Regions from separate parts of the Mus musculus genome. Here regions 1, 2 and 4 are each linked to region 3. Evidence: chromatin contacts called from public HiChIP or PLAC-seq data. All regions are on one chromosome and are shown on one strand. The core of a region is the stretch at or near the end of the contact, and the rest is flanking DNA. Distances in the headings are between cores, read along the strand shown.

Region 1 (2,960 bases), core at 76-2,575, 520 kb before region 3:
AAGTAACAGATGCAATTGTAAGCAAGATCTCAGAGGAGAATCAATTTTAGGCCATGAATAAGAACTTTGCAGAAGAAAAAGAGTAATGCGTTTGAAGTTAAAAATCCATCCCTCCTTTCCCCTCTCCATGCCTTCTGTGTCTCTGTCACTTCTTTCTGTGGCATGTAGTGACATCCTGGGATTGACTTAAAAATAATGCCAAACAACATCCACAGAAAACTGTGTTGACACTCTGGAAATGGATGTCTGGTAATGCAGAAGATGGATCCGGGGAGACCCAGGAACTCACACTAAAGGTAAAGATGAAGAACTTGGAGGAGGACATTTTATGAGTACAGGAAAAACCATTTCTGAAATAGTATATGATTGTAGGTACTCTGTGACTCAGACATTTTCAGTCATATTTTTTTTTCAATGTAAGTGGACATTTAACTCTTTCATCTACTGCCTTCCATGCTTGAGGGCTAACACCGGGGAGAGCACCTTCTGGGTTCTAAGCCCTAGGGACTCAGGAGTGAGTGGGTTTTCTCTCAGCCCCACTTCTCAGGTAAGCTTTATCTCCCCTTACCATGGACCCACTGTTTGGGCTTTCCTGGTTATGGCTTGGGGAAGCAGCTCCCGTCTCCCCATCTCACCTCAGCTTTCAATTTACCTGTGGAAGGCACAGATGCTAAGATTGTCATTCCTGAGCAAGTCTGTTCATAATATCCCAGGAAGGTGATCCAGACAGACACGGGTTAGGTTGGGTCTCATCCCTGGACTGCTCAGCTGTGACCACATTTTACCTGTTCCGCTTGACTTGTGTGTGACTGGAAACACAGTGGACATTATTAGAGACATAACATTTGGTGTGTGTGTGGAGGAAACCAACATTTACAGGTCTGTGTATGGTAGAAGATGGGAGGGTTTTGGGCAGTGAGTAACATGTGAAGATGTGCATTTGGTTTTCCTGTGAGGAATGACATCATTGGCAAAGACTATGAATAGACTTTCAGAAGAGTGTATGAGAGGAACCAGGGATCTTTTGAGACCCTGAAGAGTTTTGAAATAGACAGTGATGGCCCGCAGTGAAACTATGTTTCCTGCCAATCTTCTAGGAACTGACAGAAGCTGAAGACAGCAGAAGGAAGAGGGGGCAGTTGGTGGATGAACTCTGAGGAGAGATGAACACACTCAGACATAGCTGGTGGAGGGGTTTCCCGTCCTGCGCCCTGGCTTCCCGTTTGTGGAAAAACATTCTCTCTGGAGTCAGACAAGCATAGAGAATCTCTGACAAGACTTAATGGTGACAAAATGTGAGGACTCATGAGTCACCCTGGCTGGTGCTGTCTGCTGAATGTGTGGGCCCAGATGCAAACACACACCTTACACAAGGGCAGGCTCACTGGTTAACAATGACTCAACAGAGGTGGTACAGATAAACGGGATGACTCACAAGTTCAAATTCTGCAGTTCCTTCCTGTGGTTGGAGGACAGGTGATTTTCAGAGTGATCACCTCCGAGGGCCACTTTCTCCATGTCTTATCTTTAATTCTCCAGGTCAGTTCAGCCTTTTGGGACATCTGTGCTAGAGATTAGGCCAGCCATATTAGGATCTTAGCCTGTTAGTCGGTTTTCTCTGAGATACCCGTCGTCAGCTTCTTTATTCTAATTGTTCATCCACAACTTTTCTATTCTCATACATGCATGTGGGGTGCTGGGGTGCCTGCCTGAGGAGTGATACAGATTTGAAGTGCCTCTGAGGGCTGTCCGGAACTTGCTTTATGTAGAATTTGTTTCAGTTGGAGACTCTTCAGCCCTCTGCCTCCACGTGCGTATGTGTGTGTGCATGTGCATGTGTGCATGTCTAGGGCAACGGTGTAGTACCAGCAGGGAAATATGGCCCAGAAAGTCCTCGGACCTTTCTCACTCTCACTTACTAATCATGCCGAGCCTTGGGCAGGATATTTGACTGCCATTTTTCTCACTTGTAAATTAACCTCCTCTATGAGGGTGATAGAAGAATAAATGTGACATTTCTGTAACATCTCTGTCTGGAACATCACACACCAAGTTGTGCTGATTGAATTGGCATGATTTCCGAGGATCCTTTTCTGGGTGGTGTTTCTACGCAATATCTGACCAGGGCCATGACTGCTGGCGTATGAAGGCCTCTCTAGAAAGGGATCATTTTCCTTGTCCCCCTAATGTGACTCCAGCTGACCGGCCTATGGTTCTGAATATTGGATACAGGTTGTTCTCTGCAGGAGGGTCCCCGGGCTGAAGGATCGTGGACTCCATGCGTGTTCCCTCCACCTTTCTTGGGGCTTAAGACCCCGTATTTTGAGCCTCAGAGAACCTGGCATAGCATGTGTTGCTCATCCAGGATCTCACCTGGGACTGGAGAGAGTATAAAGTTACTCTTGCCTGAGCCACACTGCCTTTGCATACTCGGCTTCCTCCCTCTGAAGCAGTCTTCTCACATCTGGAGCAAACCTTAGTCATTCTTTAGCAGGCTGCTCATTGCAAAGCATTTTCTGGCCATGCTCAGGGAATTCCGTTGCTCCCTTTTCTGTGTACCCCAGCTCTGTGCTGGTGCCTATGTCTAAGCTCCTGTTAGTTACCTGCGGCTTGGGACTGTCAAGGCTGTTCAATTTCATCGGCTCCCCTGCTGGTTCTGTTTTCTGCATTGTAAAGTCATTCTCTTGGTTCCCAAGGGCACTCTACTTTCTCTGGCCCCAAGCTTGTATACATGTCAGTCCCTCTTCTGACAGCCCTGCAGACGACCCCTGTCCCGTGCGTCCTTGGCCTCAGCCTGTATGGAGAGCTTCTATGGGGAATGTTGCCAAGCATGTGCATCTAAGGTGGTATTCCCGTGGATTCTGTGGTCCCATGGATTCTCTTAGTCCCTGTCACGTCTCTGCCACTGCATCACCTGCCTGGCTGGACTGTGTGTGAGGGAATGGGATTCTGTGGCTTGC
Region 2 (3,322 bases), core at 417-2,916, 580 kb before region 3:
GCTGCACAAAGGTTCGACTCTGTGACTGGATTCTTGTGTCTGACATAGCACCCAGCCTGCACAAAACATTTTGCTGGGGTAAATGTGTTTATAAGGTTCATAATTCATCTGAGGTATGAGCCTGTGGTACCAGCTTTCTTCTCTCATGAAGAGAGCCAAGTGCCGTCTGTTCTCTTTGGGGCTTTTGCCTGTAGTGGACAGTGAAGGCTGCTGGCTTGATCAAACACGTACCATGGTTCTAGCAAACATGCTTCCCCCTTCCCGGTTGTGCCCTTGTTTGACTTCATTCTATACAACTTGATTAGGGTCTCCTCTTAAGTCCCATCTCATGATAGTATTATTATTATATCCTTGAAGGTAGTAATTAGAGTTATGAAGAGTCGTTTTTTCCTGGTTCTTTTCCTGAGTGGCTGGACTTTAGCTAATTCATTTAATCTCCTTGAATCTTAGTATTTTCATCCTTTAAATGATAGTGAAGTGTGTCTTGCTGAATATTACCTGTTTCTGGTAAATGTGCAAAGAAATGACTGTCAAAGCAAGCAGAAAACTGCTAAATGAGCATAAAATCCAAAAAAATTTATCATTTTATGACTTTTGAAATTCATTATAATGCCTGACACTTTGCAGGCACCAGCCAACTGGTGCGCCTCCATCTATTATTTAATGTGGTGAGGGGATATGCTATCACTTGTCACCACTAAGGACCCACTAAATCTCATCTCATTCCATCCCCCCACTTCTCGTTTGATGAAGAGGAACCTGAGGCTAGGAAAGGTTAAGCAACACATTCAAGGTCACACAGCTAAGAGCCTGTGCTCTCACGGGGTTCCCACATTTGCCTTCCTCTGGTCCCAGAACAGGGACAGCTTCTGGTCATGCTAAGAGGTAAAGGATTCAGCCAGCTCTATGAAGGTATTAAAGGCAGAGCTGGGACCAGCGCGAGGCCTGTCGGCTGTCGGTCCAGTGCTCAGCTCCGGCTCCCTTTCTGGCAGAGGTGGACACCTGAGATAGAAGGAGGCTCTCGTAGCTTCTTCTGTTCTCACCTCTTGGAGGCGTGCCTCTCACGGTCCAGGTTTCTTTTTTGTCATCGAATATATTTATATTTATATTCCTTTCACAAAGGAGAAAATGGGAGCATAGAGAGATCGCCTGAGCTTTTCTCTTCCAGGTAGAACACTTCCACATACTGCAGTAAGAGGAGAAAGCCGGATGGTTGGAATTTGAATATGAGGAGACACGTTAGTGACAAGCAGTAAGGCTGAACTGGAAGAAGCCAGCCAATCCCCTTCCACTTCCTTCCTGAGGTCTTTGCCTCTTCTGAGCTTGGCTTAGCCCTGACCGGAGTGAGCTCAGACACGACAGAAAGAAAGAGGAAATAGATTGTGTTTGTCTGTGGTGCTAGAGTAAGATACGGAGCAACAGTCACCCTAAAGGCCAGCCTGGACTTCCCCAGCTGACATTTGCTTTACTCGGGGGATCGATAATCTTGGCCGCAACACCTACAAAACCTGGGCCTGAGCTGCCTCCATTTCCAGCCTGCTTGGGTTTCAGTTCTTTCCAAGGTATCATTTCCTGGTTGTTTCTTTGGCAGTTTCTTCTGCACCGGCAAGGTTTAGTGTGCCCGGGCGTTTACCAGGTGTTGGCTCCCCCCTGCTGTCAGAAAGAAGCATTGCAAGGACTTGACAAGTTGCGTGTATCTCATGAACTCAAGAACTCATTGTCTGGGAGTGCTTGTCTCACGTCTCCTCAACAAGACATTGACTGTCCACGCGAGTGGGTCCAAGATCGGTAGCCATCAGTGCTCAGTTCACACTGCTGTTTATGCATTAAGGGAGTCGGTTTATGGAGCAATCAACGTGGTTTAGCACGCAATGCTTTCTAATTTCTGAGAACTTGGGCCTTTTGTTAAGGCCACTCCCAGCCTTCCTGGCCTCCTCTGAGCAGGCAGCATGGATACTTCTGATCGCGGTGGGAGCTGAATCCACCTTAGGTGCCTTGACACTCTCAGGCTTTTTACAGCAGGTCACCAGAGACTGGAGTCCCTTCAGGGCTGAGGAAGTGGAAGGGTTTCATCAGTCTACTGAGAGCTACCGGCCACTTGAGGTCCTCAGGGTTGGAGAGGCTAAGTTTCCTTCTTATTTACATTGCTGAACTGTCCTAGAGCAGTGGTCCTGGGCTCCTGTTACCAGCTTCAGAGGCTTGTCTCAGCCCTTAGGGCAGGGGCTCTCAGCCTTTGAATAGAGACTCAACCCCTTTCGCAGGGTCGCAGAAGACCATGGGAAGACGTAGAAATTTACATTACAATTCATAAAGATAGCAAAATTAAAGTCATAAAGTAGCAATAAAATAATTTTATGGCTGGGGGTCACCACACCACGAGGAACTGTATTAAAGGGTCACAGCATCAGGAAGGCTGAGAGCCACCGCCTTAGGAGGCGTCTACATCTTCAGCTCATGCTCCGTCTCTTGTCTGGGCTTCTTGTTTTCCTTGCCTTTCAGGTTCCCATGTTCTTAAAGTCCTAGAGGTCATAGGTTCCCCAAAGCTTCTTTCCAAAGAATAAAGGCCACCGCCCACTACTCTATATTGTAAGCACGCACTGTCTCTTGGGTTCCTCCTCATTTGTGTGACTCAAGCCTTTCTTACCCCCATAGGTACTACTCGGGACTCTCTCCCAGGGTGCATTGCTTCTGCTCCAGCTAGAATATAAATAGCTGGCTGCCAGTCCCTGGGCCGTCCCCTCAATACTTCAAACTGTGTGTGCCAGGGAGGGATTCAGCCAGGAGCGCACAGAGATGGCTCAGAGACTCCGGCTTTCCAATGGCCTGTGTCACTCAGCAGGCCCCGAGCATCTGTAGATTCTAAGCAAACATTTTATTTTGTCTTTGTCTGCATTATGACATGGTTTGTGATCCCCCCCCCCCACTTATCACATCTGCAGTGTGTTGGGTGTCTACAGTGTTGGAGATGAGGCTGGGGCTGACGCTGTATTCTGGACGATGTTTCCCACAGGTGATTTGTGCTTTACCCAGCACAAGGGCAGCTTCTGGTCAGGCAGAGAGGTAAAGGATTCAGGCAGCTCCATGAAGGTATTAAAGGCAGAGCTGGGACCAGCGTGAGGCCTGTCGGTCCAGTGCTCAGCTCTGGGCTCCCTTCCTGGCAGAGGTGGACCCCTGGGTCAGAAGGAGGTTCATGAAAGCCCCTCTCATCGAAGATGACAGAAAGTTTCAAAGGCAAATAAATATTCACTGGAGGCAAAGTGTGAACACTTCAAAGGAGAGTCACTGAAACATTCCCTTCGGGGGAGGGAGAGGGGGGGATGAC
Region 3 (3,175 bases), core at 279-2,778:
TTTAAATTTATAAAGCTCCAGGAAGCACTTAGTGCTCCTATTGGAGACACTCGATCTTCAGTCCGTTTTTTTTTTTTTTTTTTTTTTGCAAGAATCCCAGGGCAGGAAAAGCTCAGGTGCAGCAGGGCTTGAAGCATCCTTCCAGGGCCTGTTGCTAAATCTGTTCTGTGCTTGCAGACAGCAGCCATCCTCGTGTGCCTAGCTTGTTAGTGTGAATATTCCCAGTGCCCTTGGAGGGTTTCCATCCAGCACGCGCTCATGTAGAAACGCCGCGTGGCAAACCTTTCATCAGATATCATAAAGAAGATGTCAGCCCGATGCAGATGCAAACGCATCTGGGAGCAGCCAGGAAGAGTCTTTCATTTTCAAACCTGTCACAGAGCTCTGCTCTGAGCACAAGCAGCCTAAGAGAAGGTGCATGCAGAGGCGGGTGGGGAGCAACAGCTAGCCAGCAAGTCTAGAAGGCCTGGGAATGCCCTCATGTCCTTCCCAGCCAAGCCTGCCTTAAGGCACAGAGATGAAACCTCACAGCAAGAGAGGCCTACAGGGCCCAGAGAGCGGAAGTGGATTCTTGTCAGAGAAAAGATTCTGTCAAGGGAGAACACGAACTCTGGATGGAAAGGTCAGAACTGTAAGGAGAATTCTTGGGGGCCAGGTCACTGGTCAGACAGGTGCTGCTGTTGTGCTGTAATGTCACAGTCCGCATCGAGGAACATCAGTGGGCCTGAGGAGGATGACTGGCCAGGCATGGGACCCTCCACTGCCAAGTGGCTCAGCTCCAGTCTCACTCTCTCGGCTTGCTCTTCTGATCTACCAGCCCTTGCCTCTTCCCCTCAGCCCTGCTGCAACACCACACAAGCTTGGGAAGTGGTATCAGAGAGAGGACCACACCCAAGGGGAGCCCTCAGCAAACATCAACTCAGTTTTCTACCGTGCCCCTAACCCTGTAAGCCTATGCACACCACCGAACCATCATCTGTGGTTCAAATGTTGAAGGCAGAGAAGGGCAGCATGGGAGGAGGGAGACACATTGAATGATCACCTGGCTGTCAGATGTTGTCTGAGAGGTGCAGAAGTCTGCCTGCCTTGTGGTTAAGGGTGTAGGCTAGAAAGTCAGACAGCCCACTGTCCATTCCAGTGCTCCCTCAGCTTCGGCATCCTCCCTCCGCCTTGTTTAATTGTTGTGATAGTGATGGTCACAACACCACCTTTGTCACTACTCCTGGTGCATATGGATGTCACAAGGGCTGGTTACAATGTCAACCTTGGCTTAGAGAAGCTGGGCAGTGTGGTTCAATTAGTTAGTCTTTAAGACTAGCTTTTCTCATCCACCACCAGAATAATAACAATCGCCACACACACATCACAGAGTGGCCTCAGGATTAACATGGCCATCTCCTCACAGCTCCTCAACACGGAAGCTCTCTAAGAAGCATCTGCTATCCGGGACTTACCACCTTCCTCTTTCAGAAAGGGTGCAGTCTGGTTAGGCATAAGGTTGTGGATGACCTATTAGCAAGAGGAAAGGAATCTGACTAACTCTTTGCTGGAATGCACTCTCCAGAACTACAACCCGGCCTGGCCTGGGGGCCCCCAGTGTGCACACCACTGCGCTGCCCAGCAGGTAAATGTTGCCTGACCACAAAGTCGAGGGGAGGGACTTTCATCAAAGCAACTTTCAGTTGGAGCCCTGAGTGTGAAGGCACCCCTGCCGCTGAAAGACCATGTTCCTGACCTCTGCTCCCAACATTGCTCCATTCCCCAGGGACAAGCCTCGGCTTGGGATTTGGAGAAAAGGCCGGGCTCCAGGGCCCAGGGGTGTTTGCACAGGGAGGAGGTGGAAGTAGTTTCAGCAGCTTGATTCATGACTGCAGCAATCTCTGTCAAACAGGTTTCTGCAGTTCAGGGAGACCTCTTTGTTCTATTGTTCCAGACAGCCAGACAGACCTCTCTGCAACCCTGGAAGGGGGCAGTGGGGTGGGAAGGAAGCCCCCTGGAGTCCTGCCAGCAGCAACTCCGGATCACACAACACCAAGGATCCGATTCAGTCTGACTAAAGCCTGGAAACCTGGGGAGCCGAGGGTGCCAGATCTGTAAAAAGCATCTGACACTACAGTAAAAACAAACCCCCAAAACCTAGACCCCCCTGAGGAACATTCCCAGCTCCGCCAAGTGTATGATGGGAAACCTGGCAAATCGTGGACATTTGAAAAACTAGCCTGCAGATCATTTGGTTTTGATGCAATAGAATATTACTCAATCTTATAAACAGCCATATACTGATAGATATTATAATAGATATTATATAGTAAGTGTATATATAATAATACATATATGTGAGATATATACTATATATGTCATTATGCTAAAGAAAAGATGCCGGATACAAAAGACTCCATTTATATGAAATATCTGGAACAGACAGATCGATAATAAACAATTAGTGGTTGTCATCAACGGAAGTGACTCGGTGGGTGTTGTTGGTAAAGGTCTAGGGTGAGGTGGTGCCGACATCTGCACAGCCTTGTGAGTTTAAAACCCACTCAGACGTTACGTTTAAAGAATGGCTATAATGGTGTGTGGATTGTCTTGATTTAAAAACAAAATCACATAAATAAGAAAGATCTAAGTACTTGCTCCACAACCATTCCCCGGGCACCTGCCCTGTTAAGCCGCTGCGAGCAATCAGGCTAATACGGATGGATGAGACAATAGGTCCCTTCATCACAGTCTCCCGGGATGGTATTCTTTTGGATTGAGTTGAACCTCTCCAGCTCTTAGTTTCTTAGACTCAGACTAAGATCTTTTGTTGTTGTTGTTGTTATTGCTATTGCTTGGCTGCCTGGTTTGAGGTTTGAGGTTGTTTGTTTTTGTTTTATTTTTTGTTTGCTTGTTTGTTTTGAGACAGGGCTTCATGTACCCCAGGCTAGCCTTGGGTTTAAGGCATAGGTGAGGATGACCATACATTTCTGATCCTCCCATCTCTACTGAGGTTACAGGTCTGCACTATCACACGCAGGGTTTGTACTGCTGGGAATAGAGCCCAGTGCTTCGTGCTTGCTAGGCCAGCCCTGCCAGCCCTGGTCCGAATCTCTGTTGGAGCCCTTCTCTTGATATTACCCTACAGCAATGGCTGAGGTTCCTGAAGAACACCTTGTGATACCACATTCCCCGG
Region 4 (3,025 bases), core at 463-2,962, 540 kb before region 3:
AAAGTGGTCCCTGTGTACCCCAAGTCCTGAAGGAGACAGAGAAAGGAGGGATCACTACCAAGCTGAGGACCACAGTAGAACGGAGGAGAGTCCCACACACTGGAGATGTAGTAAAATGTAGCCTTTTCCAGTTCCAAGGTCAGCAGGGAGGAATCTTTTCCTTCTTCCTGTGCTTGTCTCTCTGCTGGTATTTCCCACAGGCCAGCCCCAGCCAGAGCCAACAGGCCTGGCCAGAGCAGGAGGGAGGAGACCCTGCTACAGAGATCAGAGTGGCTACAGTGTCAGGAACTGGCTGGAGGAGTTGGTGACCTTCCTATTAGTTTTTGTTTATTGTAAATTTCCACTTGGCCAGACTGGACATTTTATCTTTTGTGAGTGAGGCAAAAGCCTGGAGAACATTTAGAGAATTATTTACACCTATTATATTTTAAACTGGACAGTACCTCAGCAGCTCAGCAGTGATGCAATCGATACTCAATGTTCTTACCACAAGCTTAACCAAATGTTAATATTCTACCAGATTTAGTTCAAATATTTATTTAAGGAAATAAAGTGTTGCAAATTCAGCTATAACCATCTCCCCTAACCCTAACCTCCCACCTTGTAGCCATTTACCCCCTGAAGTGTCACCTTCTGTAACACTGTGATATATTCACAAACAACACACAGTAGGTATGTTTATTTTTAAGTGGTTAAAACCGAAATCCCATTTTTTTCAACTTAGCTTTCTTTAAACTTAACTATATATTTTTTTGAGATTTATTCGTGTTAATAAGTCACTTGTAGTTCATTCATTGTATTCTTTTTTTGTATGTAGAATATGTGTCATGCACATGTTATGTACATGACAGGGTGTTTGTACATACGTGTGGAGGTAAGGAGTTGACATTGGGTATTGACCTCCATCATTCTCCACCGTAGCTTCAAACCAGGTTTCTCACTGAACCTGGAGCTCGCTGATGCGGCTGGCTAATGAGCCTCAGCGATGTTTGTGTCTTTATTTTTTCCAGGGCTAGGTTATAGGTATAAGCCACCACTCCTGGCTTTTCTCACGGGTGCTGGAGATCTGAATTCAAGGGCCCACACTGATTTGAAGGCCTCATGGTCAGACAGCAAGCGCTTCTCCCCAGCCCCACCAACAGCTCCTCATAAGACCACACTACGCTTTAGTGCACGCCTGTGTTGGTGGATGTTTTGGTTGTTCCAGGTCTCTTCATTTTTCTCTCTTGACCCCCCCTTCCTTTCCTCTTCCATTCTAAATTCCATCATTATTGTTACAGATTCTATGTTAGGCATCCTCAGATCGGATTACATCGCTTCTGAGATTCACACCTGGAAGAGGAACGCCCATCTTCAACTCTACTAAGAATGCTACTTCATCCCCTAGACGGGTTGTACCAATTTACAAAGTCTGCATAAGCCAGGGATATCGAAAGCCTTTTTGTGTCTGCTCCAAAGGGAGTCGAACCTCAAAGGCACTGATTCAGGGGTCCAGGGAGGCTGTAGTGAAAGATCCCTGTTTACTGTTACTGAGACTTCAACGACAGAGAGCACCGATTTTTTGTTCAGGCAGAAATGTTCCAATTCACCTTTCCCCTGGTGGTATATCACTGTATTCATGCTGAATCCACCCAGGGCTGCTATGCAAAGAGGAGAGGAGACTTGCCTGTCCCAGCTCCCTGCAGGGCTGAGGCTGACAAGCCAGCTGGTGCTGTGTGCCAAGCAGCTTGGCAGTGAGCAATTCAGCTGGTTCCTGGGACAGGAGGCAGCAGTGACTGATCACAGAACTGAACATCTTCAGAGCTCTTTTACTCTATAAATATAGTCTTTGCAGAAAGCAGTGAAGATGGCGAAGCTTCCGGCCAACAGCAAACACAGCAAGAGAGGCTAGGGTGTGGCGTGTGAGCTTCGGAGTCAGGAGTTGATCAGGGGGGCTGGTCACCTGTGACGTCATTCTCCAGATTGCAACTCTGTGTGAACAAACACTTCAGTTTGTGTTACAGTTTGGGGGAGTGTTTGTTTTTTAAGAGACAGAGCACAAAATTATGAATTCTAAACTAGGGTCTTGGTAAACTGTCTCTGCTTTGGTGACTCTGAGGGAGGGACAAGAGGCTCAGGGTGTCTGGGAGGGCACTGTCAGTGTCTCCTCAATGGCTGGGCACTATGAATTCAGTGTTGTAGAAGAGTGAGAGTGGAGATAGAAGCTGGGTACTAGAGATGCCCAAAACCAATGAGAGGATGTGTGTTGGAGGGTGTTTGTGTACGTGCACAAAGGAGGGAAACAGGGTAGTGAGAAGCTTGGCAGCCAGTGGTGTAAAGATGAGAAGAACTAGGAACGGTGTTGGGGAGGTGGTTTTGGAGATGGTCCCATAGACTCCACTAGATGCTCAGCCCCTAGTTAGAACTAATTACTAGCTGCTGCTGGTCAGTGATGGATGGGGCAGAGGTGTACTGCGGGTTAGGAAGGACGGGTACGTGCATAACCCCGTGCTCTCTCCCCTGCTTTACACAGGGATGAGTTTAACTGACGAGTGACTGAAACAAACCATGTACCTCTTAAACATCAGTGTGTCTGCATAGAAGACGTCAGGCACTTAGAGAATAAAGTGTTAAAGGATCAAGGTCCTCCCTCACCCTCGGGAACTGGGGGTAGGGGGTTGTCAACAAACTGTCCCTATGAGTTGCAGTAAATAAGGGGGGGAGGAAAAGGGCCTTCTGGAAACCTACTTCAAAGGACAGAGCCATCTTCCAGATGGGCAGTTCCATGGGTCGAACTTGCCTTCCAATCAGAGAGGGGCCCTTGCTTTCAGAATCAAAGTCGGGGACATAGTCTAACACGGTAACAGAATACTTGAAACGCCAGCTTTCCAGGAGCACCGGATTCTGAGTCGGGAGGTCGCTGTGGGGAGGTTGAGTCTCTTCAGAAAACATTGAAGAGGAACAGAAGAAGCGGCTTTCTGGAGAAGCTCGGCTGAGCACATTGATAGACACATTTCTAGTTTCCTCTTGGAACCATTTGGGGTGG

The links. HiChIP or PLAC-seq counts read pairs in DNA pulled down with a chosen protein or histone mark.
Region 1: an HNF4G HiChIP or PLAC-seq map of pancreatic cancer cells shows a contact between it and region 3. The contact joins two enhancer-like sites. A contact is called at or near these places in 2 of 115 datasets of contacts at active chromatin or transcription factors (extraembryonic endoderm stem cells and pancreatic cancer cells).
Region 2: a contact with region 3 is called in a FOXA1 HiChIP or PLAC-seq map of pancreatic cancer cells. The contact joins two enhancer-like sites. A contact is called at or near these places in 1 of 15 datasets of contacts at CTCF or cohesin (the NIH/3T3 cell line), 1 of 484 Hi-C or Micro-C datasets (embryonic stem cells), 3 of 115 datasets of contacts at active chromatin or transcription factors (cardiomyocytes, embryonic stem cells and pancreatic cancer cells) and 3 of 9 other capture datasets (adipose tissue, embryonic stem cells and pancreatic islet).
Region 4: a contact with region 3 is called in a FOXA1 HiChIP or PLAC-seq map of pancreatic cancer cells. The contact joins two enhancer-like sites. A contact is called at or near these places in 6 of 484 Hi-C or Micro-C datasets (the G1E-ER4 cell line, embryonic fibroblasts and embryonic stem cells) and 3 of 115 datasets of contacts at active chromatin or transcription factors (extraembryonic endoderm stem cells, pancreatic cancer cells and trophoblast stem cells).

What each region holds. Positions count from the first base shown.
Region 1 is chr3:102,657,941-102,660,900 of GRCm38.p6, reverse strand. No RefSeq gene overlaps it. Among named protein-coding and RNA genes, the nearest start is that of Gm40112, 35 kb to the left of the region's middle. Within about 2 kb of position 1,325, at least 32 of the 459 cell types and tissues checked have an H3K27ac peak or open chromatin away from gene starts, as enhancers often do. A contact at or near this core is called in pancreatic cancer cells, where this site is marked.
Region 2 is chr3:102,713,510-102,716,831 of GRCm38.p6, reverse strand. No RefSeq gene overlaps it. Among named protein-coding and RNA genes, the nearest start is that of Tspan2, 20 kb to the left of the region's middle. Within about 2 kb of position 1,666, at least 195 of the 459 cell types and tissues checked have an H3K27ac peak or open chromatin away from gene starts, as enhancers often do. A contact at or near this core is called in pancreatic cancer cells, where this site is marked.
Region 3 is chr3:102,134,409-102,137,583 of GRCm38.p6, reverse strand. The region is part of intron 8 of Casq2 (calsequestrin 2); the gene reads right to left. Among named protein-coding and RNA genes, the nearest start is that of Casq2, 50 kb to the right of the region's middle. Within about 2 kb of position 1,528, at least 68 of the 459 cell types and tissues checked have an H3K27ac peak or open chromatin away from gene starts, as enhancers often do. A contact at or near this core is called in pancreatic cancer cells, where this site is marked.
Region 4 is chr3:102,676,033-102,679,057 of GRCm38.p6, reverse strand. No RefSeq gene overlaps it. Among named protein-coding and RNA genes, the nearest start is that of Gm40112, 17 kb to the left of the region's middle. Within about 2 kb of position 1,712, at least 72 of the 459 cell types and tissues checked have an H3K27ac peak or open chromatin away from gene starts, as enhancers often do. A contact at or near this core is called in pancreatic cancer cells, where this site is marked.